Regions from separate parts of the Mus musculus genome. Here all the other regions are linked to region 3. A link is a contact called in public promoter capture Hi-C data. All regions are on one chromosome and are shown on one strand. The core of a region is the stretch at or near the end of the contact, and the rest is flanking DNA. Distances in the headings are between cores, read along the strand shown. Region 1 overlaps Nt5dc1 (5'-nucleotidase domain containing 1). Region 2 overlaps Gm26564 (a long non-coding RNA gene). Region 3 holds the start of Zup1 (zinc finger containing ubiquitin peptidase 1).

Region 1 (2,700 bases), core at 48-2,547, 370 kb after region 3:
GTGGATAACCAATAAAATATACACAATGAAGTATTGTTCAGCCTTAGGAAGAGAGTGATAGTATTTGTAAGAGCATCAGTGAGCCTGGTGGATATAAGGTTCAGTGAGATAAACCAGACACAGACAGACAAGTACTGTATGAACTCATTCATATGCAGAATACATATGTACAGCTGATCTGTAGTCAGACTAAAGTCATGGGTAAGTGAGGCTGGGGGAGGGGGAGAGTGGAGAAATCTCAGCAAAGATGAACTGTAGGAAGGATGAGTGCAGGAGATCTACTACAGTTTCTGGAGACCAGCCTTAGCAGGAACGGAATGTACACTGGAAAAGTGGGTTTTAAGTGGGATAATACATGTGTTAAACGGCTTGAGTTATCCGTTACACAGTGCACACATATGCTATAGTATCATGGTATACATCATAAATATATAATTTCAGCTGTTAATAAAATAGAACTACAGTTAGGGAAAGTAAGATCTTTTAAAAAAGGTTTTCTAGGACTATAAATATGGTAATTTTGAAAAATGTTATGTTTAGGCAGGAAGATCGTTATAAGGTTAGAGACTATCCTGGTCTTCTGCATTAGTTCAGGATCAACCAGGGTTACACAGTGAGTCTCTACTCTGAAAGACAAAATAAAACAATATATGCTATATTTATTTTCTATTATATATATATATATATACATATATATATATAGTTATGGTCTATTTATTTACTTGTGTAAGTGTATGTGTGTACCACCTATACGCTGTACTCGCAGAAGCGAGAAGAGGTGCTAGGTTCCTTGGAACTGGACTTAGCAGCAGCTGGGAGCCTGGGAACTGAGCCTAAGTCCTCATCACGAGCAGCAAGTACTCTTAACCACTGAGCTATCGCTCTAGCTCCAATGTGTGTATATTTTAAGATCTGCAATTCTTTCATAACATATGTTTAATGAACTCTGACGTTCTTTGATAACCATAACTGAAAGGACAGTTTGCATGACATTCTTTATCACACTACGCTGCAAATCCAATGTGGTAACATACATCTAGAACAAATTCTGCAGAGAAGCACTACAAGGGGAACTTTTATAGCAATAGGCTTAGATAGTCCCGTGTTTATCTCTGGATACTCAACAATTAAATAGAGCAATACCAAAAGCCTCCTGAAAGTTAGTATGGCAAGAATTTTATGGTCTTGATCTTAAATGCTACCAACAGCTCTCGTTAAAGGTTCAGTCATAGGTAGCCAATGCTACTGAGAAGGGAGAAGGCTTTTAGAGGTGGGGCTTGAAGGAATCAGGCCCTTGAAAGTTATATTAGGAAACTCCACTCCCCTTTTCCTGGCAGCCACTAAAGGAACAGATTTGTTCTGCCACATGCCATTTGTAGTTGTTTGGCTCTCATAGACTTATGTGTTTGAATGCTTGGTCCACAGGAGTGGCACTATTAGGAGGTGTGGCCTTGTTGGAGTAGGTGTGTGTTTGTTGGAGGAAGTTTGTCACGGTGAAGGTGGGCTTTGAGGTCTCAGATACTTAAGCTAGGCCTAGTGTGGCATTTACTTCTGCTGCCTGTGGATCAAGATGTAGAACTCTCAGCTACTTCCCCAGTACCATGTCTGCCTGCATGCCAGCAAGCTTCCAGTAATGATGACAACAGACTGAACCTTGGAAATTGTAAACCAGCCCCAATTAAAACCAATTAAATGTTTTCCTAGAGCTGTGTCTCTAGTTGCATATGTGGCAGAGGATGTCCTAGTTGGCCATCAAGGGGAGGAGAGGCCCTTGGTCTTTCCAAGATCATACGCCCCAGTAAAGGGGAATGCCAGGGCCAGGAAGTGGGAGTGAGTGGGTTAGGGAGCAGGGTGTGGGGGAGGGTATAGGGGGATTTGGGTATAGCATTTGAAATGTAAATGAAGAAAATATCTAATTATAAAAAAAAAAGAGTAGAGGGGAAAAAAAAAGAAGATTGGCATGGTCATGCTGTTTCTTCACAGCAACAGAAACCCTAACTTAGACTTCCTTCCACAATGGTCTATTTTTTCTTTTTCTTTTTTTCCATACCCTTTCATGTTGGTCTATGTGCCATAAGCCCAAAATAATATGGCCAAGTAACATGGGCTGCAATCTCTAAAACCAACAACAACAAAAAATGACATTTTCTCCTTTTAAGATTCTTCCCAGAGATGGAAATCTCTACAACATATCCTGCTGACTCAAGATCTAGTCACACACAGAGATGACAATTAAACTTTTTGACATTCACCTTGCCCAGTCTTGCCACTCATCTATCCTGATGGCCTTCGTCTTTCAAATGCTCTTCCAGGAAGCTCTAAGAGCACCTGTGAGGAGCAGCTTGCTTCTGATCATTCTTTCTCAACTGCAAAGGGCCTGGTCTTTTCCTGCAACCTTGTTTCTCCATCAGTCTCTTGACAAGTGTGACAATTCTTCCTGGCCTTCTTTGAATGCCTGGATTGTTGCAGAAAAAGCACATGTTGTGTGTGTGTGTGTGTGTGTGTGTGTGTGTGTGTGCATGTGTGCTCACATGTGCACATGGCATGTGCATGCATATGTATGTGTGTATGGACTCATGTTTGTATGTGAGCACGTACACATGTACCTGTGTTGTTTTGCTTTTTTGTTGTTTTGATCTTTGTGGATTCTGTAGAAACTTTTGCTCCCAAAATGGTTGACTCTGACTTACTAATTCATTC
Region 2 (2,700 bases), core at 181-2,680, 300 kb after region 3:
GCCCAAAATTAAAGAAAAATCTGTCTACTCGCCAATGGCAGGATGACAACATAATATATTAAAGTCACATCAAAGTGGTCACAGAGTTAGCAGGAAAGGGAGCCAGCAGACAGCTCTGAGACTTTGGTTTCCTGTATAGGTGGGAAGAAACTCCTTGAGGTCCTGGGAAGACAAACAGGTGGGTTCTTGAAGCTGCTGAGTTGCTTCTCATAAGTAGGAAAGCCTTTTCTCTTTTGCTTCATGATTTGCTTCTGAGGATTATTAATTAGCTATAGCTTTGCTGCGTGGGGCAGGGAAACAACAAGGGACCCAGAAAGGAGGAATAAGTCAGACAAACCAACCACTAAAAATAGCTACTCATTTAAAATGCCCCTGTAAGTACAATTGGGGCATTAGACTGGGATGTGAGAAACAGAAAGACCAAAAACCCAGTAACAATGAAAAAGACATTATAAAAACATGCACCCAGGACAGACAGGATGGTGTGCATCTTCCCTCATAGGAGTCCCACACAAAATTAACTACAACTCAGAACCAACTTACATCTCTCTTGAACTATGAGTTATATCAACTGATACGCTGTGCTTTTATGTTTTAAAATAAGTTTCCCATTATTTTTAAGTAGACTTAAATTATCTTCAGAATCTCTTAGTTTGTTGGTGCTGTTCACTACACATGAAATGCTGTGGAATTCTATTATGTTAGAACCAAAATGAATGAAATACATTATAGTAACACGAAGTTTTGGAAACGTGATAAAAATAAGTACATTTTGGGCTGGAGAGATGGCTCAGCCGTTAAAGGCTAGGCTCACAACCAAAAATAAGTACATTTTGTAAAACTTGCAGAAGTCAGTTCTTTCCTTCTGTTATGTGGGTCCTGGGGATTGAACTCCGGTGGTCACGATTAGCCGCAATCACCTTACCTACTGAGCCATCTCACTTGCCACTTGTTTCTTTTTTTTTTAATTTCATTTTTAAAATTTATTTATTTATTTATTTTGTGAGTACGTATTGTGTGAATGCACGTTACACAGTACATGTGTGCAGGTCTGAGCATATCCTGTGGAAGTTGGTTCTCTTTATCTACAATGGATAGAGACTGAATTCAGATCAGGCTTGGTGGCAGGAGCCTTTACCTGCTGAGCTATATATATATATATAAAACTCCCCATCTTTTTTTTTTTTTGGAGCGCTCTCTCCCTGGCCTGAAACACACCAAGTAAGCCAGGCTGGACAGTGGACCCCAGGCTTCTGTCTGTTGCCACCTTTCCAGGAGTTTTCAGGTGTGTACACTATTATTTTACTTATGCATACAGATGCTTTGCCTGAATGTATATTTGTGCACCATGTTTGATGCCTGTGGAGGCCAAAATAATGCACCAGATCTCCAGGAGCCAGAGTTATAGATGATTTTGAGTTACCATATAAGTGTGGGAAATCAAGCTTGGATCCTCCAGAAGAGAAGCCAGTTATCATACCACTCATCAGTTTCTCCAGACCCATGTCTGGAATTTTTGTTTTAAAAATATGAATTCTAAAGATTGGACTCATTCCTCATGTTTGTACAAGCGTTACTCCCATTATCTATACAGCTTGGACAAGAACATTTAAAAACAAGTCTATGCATAATTAAAGCATACAATAATAGCACTATAATTTCTTGGCTACATTTCTAGTGAAGAAATACTCATTACCAAGTGTGGCATAGCCGAGTTTTGTGGTAGGTCTAATTTTAGCTTTTTGAGGAAGCTCCACATTGATTGATGTTCATAGTGGCAGCACTGCTTTGTCCTTCTCCCACCACTGAAGAATTGTTCCTCTTTACGTTCACAGCCACATCCCCCCCCCCACCCCCCAACTTAGTCATCTGACTCAAGTAAGATGAAGTATCATAGTAGCTACAATTTGAATTTCCCTATTGGCTCAGGATGTTGAGCAATTTTTTAAAAATGCTTCTTGGACATTTGTGTTTTATCTTTTGAGATTTCTCTCTTAACTTCCATATCTATTTTTTAAAAATTGAGTTGTTTGTTTTCTTGATGTTTAGTTTTTTTTTTAATTCTGTGTATATTTTAGATACTAACCCGCTGTTACATGTAGAGCTGGTAAAGAATTTTTTTTTTTCATTTTGTAGGCTGTATCTTCACTCAAGTAATGGTGTCCTTTGCTGTACAAAAGCTTTTTAGTTTCTGGAAGTTCCACTTATTAGTTGATCTTAATGCCTGTGCTATCAGGGTCCTATTCAGAAAGCCCTCCTGAGACAATGAATCCAAGTGTGTACTCACTACTTTCTTCTCTAACAGATTCCGGGTATCAAATGTTATGCTGAGGTTCTTGATTCAGGGAAGGTAGAGGAGGGAATATGGTGATGGATAAATAAAACTAAAGTCCTATGGGAATCTACTATTGTAGAAGTTTCTAAACACACACACACACACACACAAACACAAATAGTTAAAATGTATTTACCCTACAATTGGGCAACCAATGTCCCACTAGACAGCCCAGGCTAATGAATAAAAATCTTTGTGCTAGGTATGGGTTATCTCCTCTGGAGTCTTTTGTCAGTGAGGTCCCCTTACCCTCCAAATATTACAGGCTATTGTCAGTGCTCTTGGTTACCTGCCAGAACTTGATAATAATACCCTCTTGCTGAAGATACCACATATTTGAACCATAGAATAGGGAGAAATCAAGC
Region 3 (2,700 bases), core at 138-2,637:
TAGAAATACATACAGAGAAATATGTTTTAAAATACAAGCTATATATGACACAAACAAACTTTATGTTTAGTATTGTATTTCTACATATTCTAGATAAAGGATATTGTGCCTGAATGTCAAGATATCAGAGGTAATAATAAGAAAATTTATGAGTAAAACATTTCAACAAGGCATTGGTGATACACCCTTTTAATCTCAGCACTCCTGAGGCAGAGAGCAGGTGGATCTGTTAGTTGGAGGCCAGCCATAGCTGAGTTCCAAACCATTCAGGGCTGCATAGTGAGACTCCATCTCAAAAAACAATAATACAAGGCATTTCGTCCAACAGGTAGAAAAAAAAGTATATTTAATAAGTTGTCCATGTAAAATAAAGTAAAACAGAAGGCTAATGTTGATCAACATATTTACTTGCATGTAGTAGAATGAGGAGGGTAAATCCACCTTAGTTCACTTCAGAGCTTTATATGTGTCAAACTTAATACCACTGCTGTGGTTTTACATACATGGAAACCCTGGACCAGACAGGTCACTACAGTCAGATAACGATGGAAGGTAAACACCGCAGAGCCCAAAGGTAAAAGCTGTGAGCATTGTAGGAAAACAGCACTTACCGCCAAGATCTAGGAAACTGGGGTATAGACGCTGGTTTCATTAGGTTAGCTAACAGCTCAACCCTCGGAAGTTCATTTTCAAACGAGTTATGAGATTGATGGGCTAATGGGAGATGGACTACTTGTAGGGAGGTGCTAAAACAAAACAAAACCTTTTAACGCAATCACAAACCCAGACCTTCCCCTAGACTATCACCTGGCTGTCACGTATTTTAGTAATAGGAAGGAAAAACGAGGGCAACTATTCCCTTCATCTAATTTCAGCTTTACAAAATCTTTCTACATTTTCCTTTTTCTCGTTTCTCTTCAGACAGTAATAAGTTTCTGTTTCTAGAAGGAAGTTCTATCGATACCTAGTTTCGTTTCTTCCAAGGACTGGGGCACTGCAGATAAAGGACACACTACAAGTAAGGGGGGACCTTCGAAGGGCTAGCCTGGGTACGGGATGGCGAAGGTGGTAAGGCCCGAATCTGTCAAAGTTCTGAGCCAACGTCGCACCGGTGGGGCGCAGGGAACCGGACCTGCGGCCACCCGGAGCCGGCCTGCAGACCCGGACCCACGGCTAGACCGCCGCTCCTCCCCACCGCAGGAGCCAGCCACCGCCCGAAAGCGCGCCCCACACAGCCCGCCCGATCGCCAAGGACAGACCTCCCGAGACTGCCGCGCCGCGACCCAAAAGAGAGCCCAGGCCTCCAAGAGTCCTCCGCAGTCACAACAGACCTTCCTCACTGGCCAGAGAGGGTAGAGATCCCAGCATGCCCCGCTGCAGATCCGTCTGAGTTGCGGTGCATTGTGGGACTTGTGAGGGATTTTTGCAACTTTCGCTTGCACATCAGAGCATCACTGCCCCTCCCACCTTCCAGTTGCAGTTTCCACTCCAGATATGCTAAAACCGTAACTAGATTCTGAGTACATTTAAATGTCTGATTCTGCGGCAAACACCTGTTCCTGTTTACACAGTATCTGAGCTCTAAATTATGTTCTGCGGGTTAATTAAGACAAGTTCCTTTGTCAATATTACAAAGTTGCTTATCCAGTGTTAACAGTCTGTTTCTCCCTCTGGGGGATTGATCTACGAGGCAACTACGGACGTGTTTAAATATGAGGATGACATAATCTGACAAGTATAATATTTTTAAATTATTGGGTATCGTTGAACGTGATGCATGGAGGAAATACTATTTCCTTTAGTAGAATTCCTTCTTTTAGTAAAAAAAAAAAAAAATTCGAAGTCATTGTAAGAGTGAAAGTACTCTTACAGAACATTTTCAAGCTAAAAATGAGCACATTAGCAGTTAACCATTAGCTGCGAGGCCAACAACAATGAAATCATTTCTCCAGAGGTATAAAAACGTTCAGAAAACAGAACTTTGTGGAATGTCTAAACAAGGGGCAACTAAAACTCTGCTTCCAGATTTCCTCCTTCATCAGCTTCCCACTTGACTCGTCTTTTCCTCCAAGACAGTATTAGTTAACGAAAAAAGATGAACTGGCCATCTTCTGTAACCAGGTTGTTATGCCCAGTTTGCGGGAACCCCAGGAGACTGCCAGAAATTGGAAGACCAAATGTAATATACAAAGAGTTTTTATTAACCGGGACCCGGTTCGCTATCTTTCCCAATGCACAGTGACCCCTAAATCTAGGGGTTTAAGGTATATATAGGAGGATGCATAAACTGGGGCTCTCAACCCCTGGTGTTACATGATTGGGAAGAGGAAAAGAGAACCGATAGTATTTGTTCAGACAGGGAGGAGGAATTGCGCAGCTGGAACAAGACCTTTTTGACCTGGGAAGACATAACTTATCAAAGACCAGCGTGTTTTTATAACGCAGTCACAGCTGCCTGAGAATGAGTGGACTTTATCACTTCGAGAATACTAACTCCTGTCTCCTTCAAAGGTCGGAGCCATCTGTGCTTGGGAGAGTGCTTTTATGAAGGAAGGATCACAATATTCCGGCGCCAGATTGGGCTCTCTTTTGTCTGCCCTCTTCATAAGGCCTGAAGCATCTATGTTAGGGGAAAGGGGTACTAACTGCTCTGGCTGCATGCAGGGACAGGAGAGTGCAGTATTTGACGCGCAGAGATTG

Evidence for each region. Promoter capture Hi-C pulls out the DNA fragments that hold promoters and counts their contacts.
Region 1: a promoter capture Hi-C map of pre-B cells shows a contact between it and region 3. The contact joins the enhancer-like site here to the promoter of Zup1 in region 3. A contact is called at or near these places in 18 of 39 promoter capture datasets (the 3T3-L1 cell line, 3T3-L1-derived adipocytes, the C10 cell line and 10 more), 1 of 15 datasets of contacts at CTCF or cohesin (the NIH/3T3 cell line), 2 of 484 Hi-C or Micro-C datasets (bone marrow-derived macrophages and cortical neurons), 20 of 115 datasets of contacts at active chromatin or transcription factors (the 230-238 cell line, CD8 T cells, the NIH/3T3 cell line and 10 more) and 4 of 9 other capture datasets (adipose tissue, embryonic stem cells, liver and 1 more).
Region 2: a promoter capture Hi-C map of the HPC-7 cell line shows a contact between it and region 3. The contact joins the enhancer-like site here to the promoter of Zup1 in region 3. A contact is called at or near these places in 6 of 39 promoter capture datasets (the C10 cell line, the HPC-7 cell line, embryonic stem cells and 2 more), 2 of 115 datasets of contacts at active chromatin or transcription factors (the SCID.adh cell line and bone marrow-derived dendritic cells) and 1 of 9 other capture datasets (adipose tissue).

What each region holds. Positions count from the first base shown.
Region 1 is chr10:34,319,649-34,322,348 of GRCm38.p6, forward strand. All of the region lies in intron 8 of Nt5dc1 (5'-nucleotidase domain containing 1), which reads right to left. Among named protein-coding and RNA genes, the nearest start is that of Gm26564, 24 kb to the left of the region's middle. Within about 2 kb of position 1,298, at least 3 of the 459 cell types and tissues checked have an H3K27ac peak or open chromatin away from gene starts, as enhancers often do.
Region 2 is chr10:34,247,976-34,250,675 of GRCm38.p6, forward strand. The region is part of intron 1 of Gm26564 (a long non-coding RNA gene); the gene reads right to left. Among named protein-coding and RNA genes, the nearest start is that of Tspyl1, 33 kb to the right of the region's middle. Within about 2 kb of position 1,431, at least 35 of the 459 cell types and tissues checked have an H3K27ac peak or open chromatin away from gene starts, as enhancers often do. A contact at or near this core is called in the HPC-7 cell line, where this site is marked.
Region 3 is chr10:33,949,872-33,952,571 of GRCm38.p6, forward strand. Zup1 (zinc finger containing ubiquitin peptidase 1) reads right to left here and starts at 1,388. Exons shown (of 11, transcript NM_001359455.1): 1 at 1,260-1,388.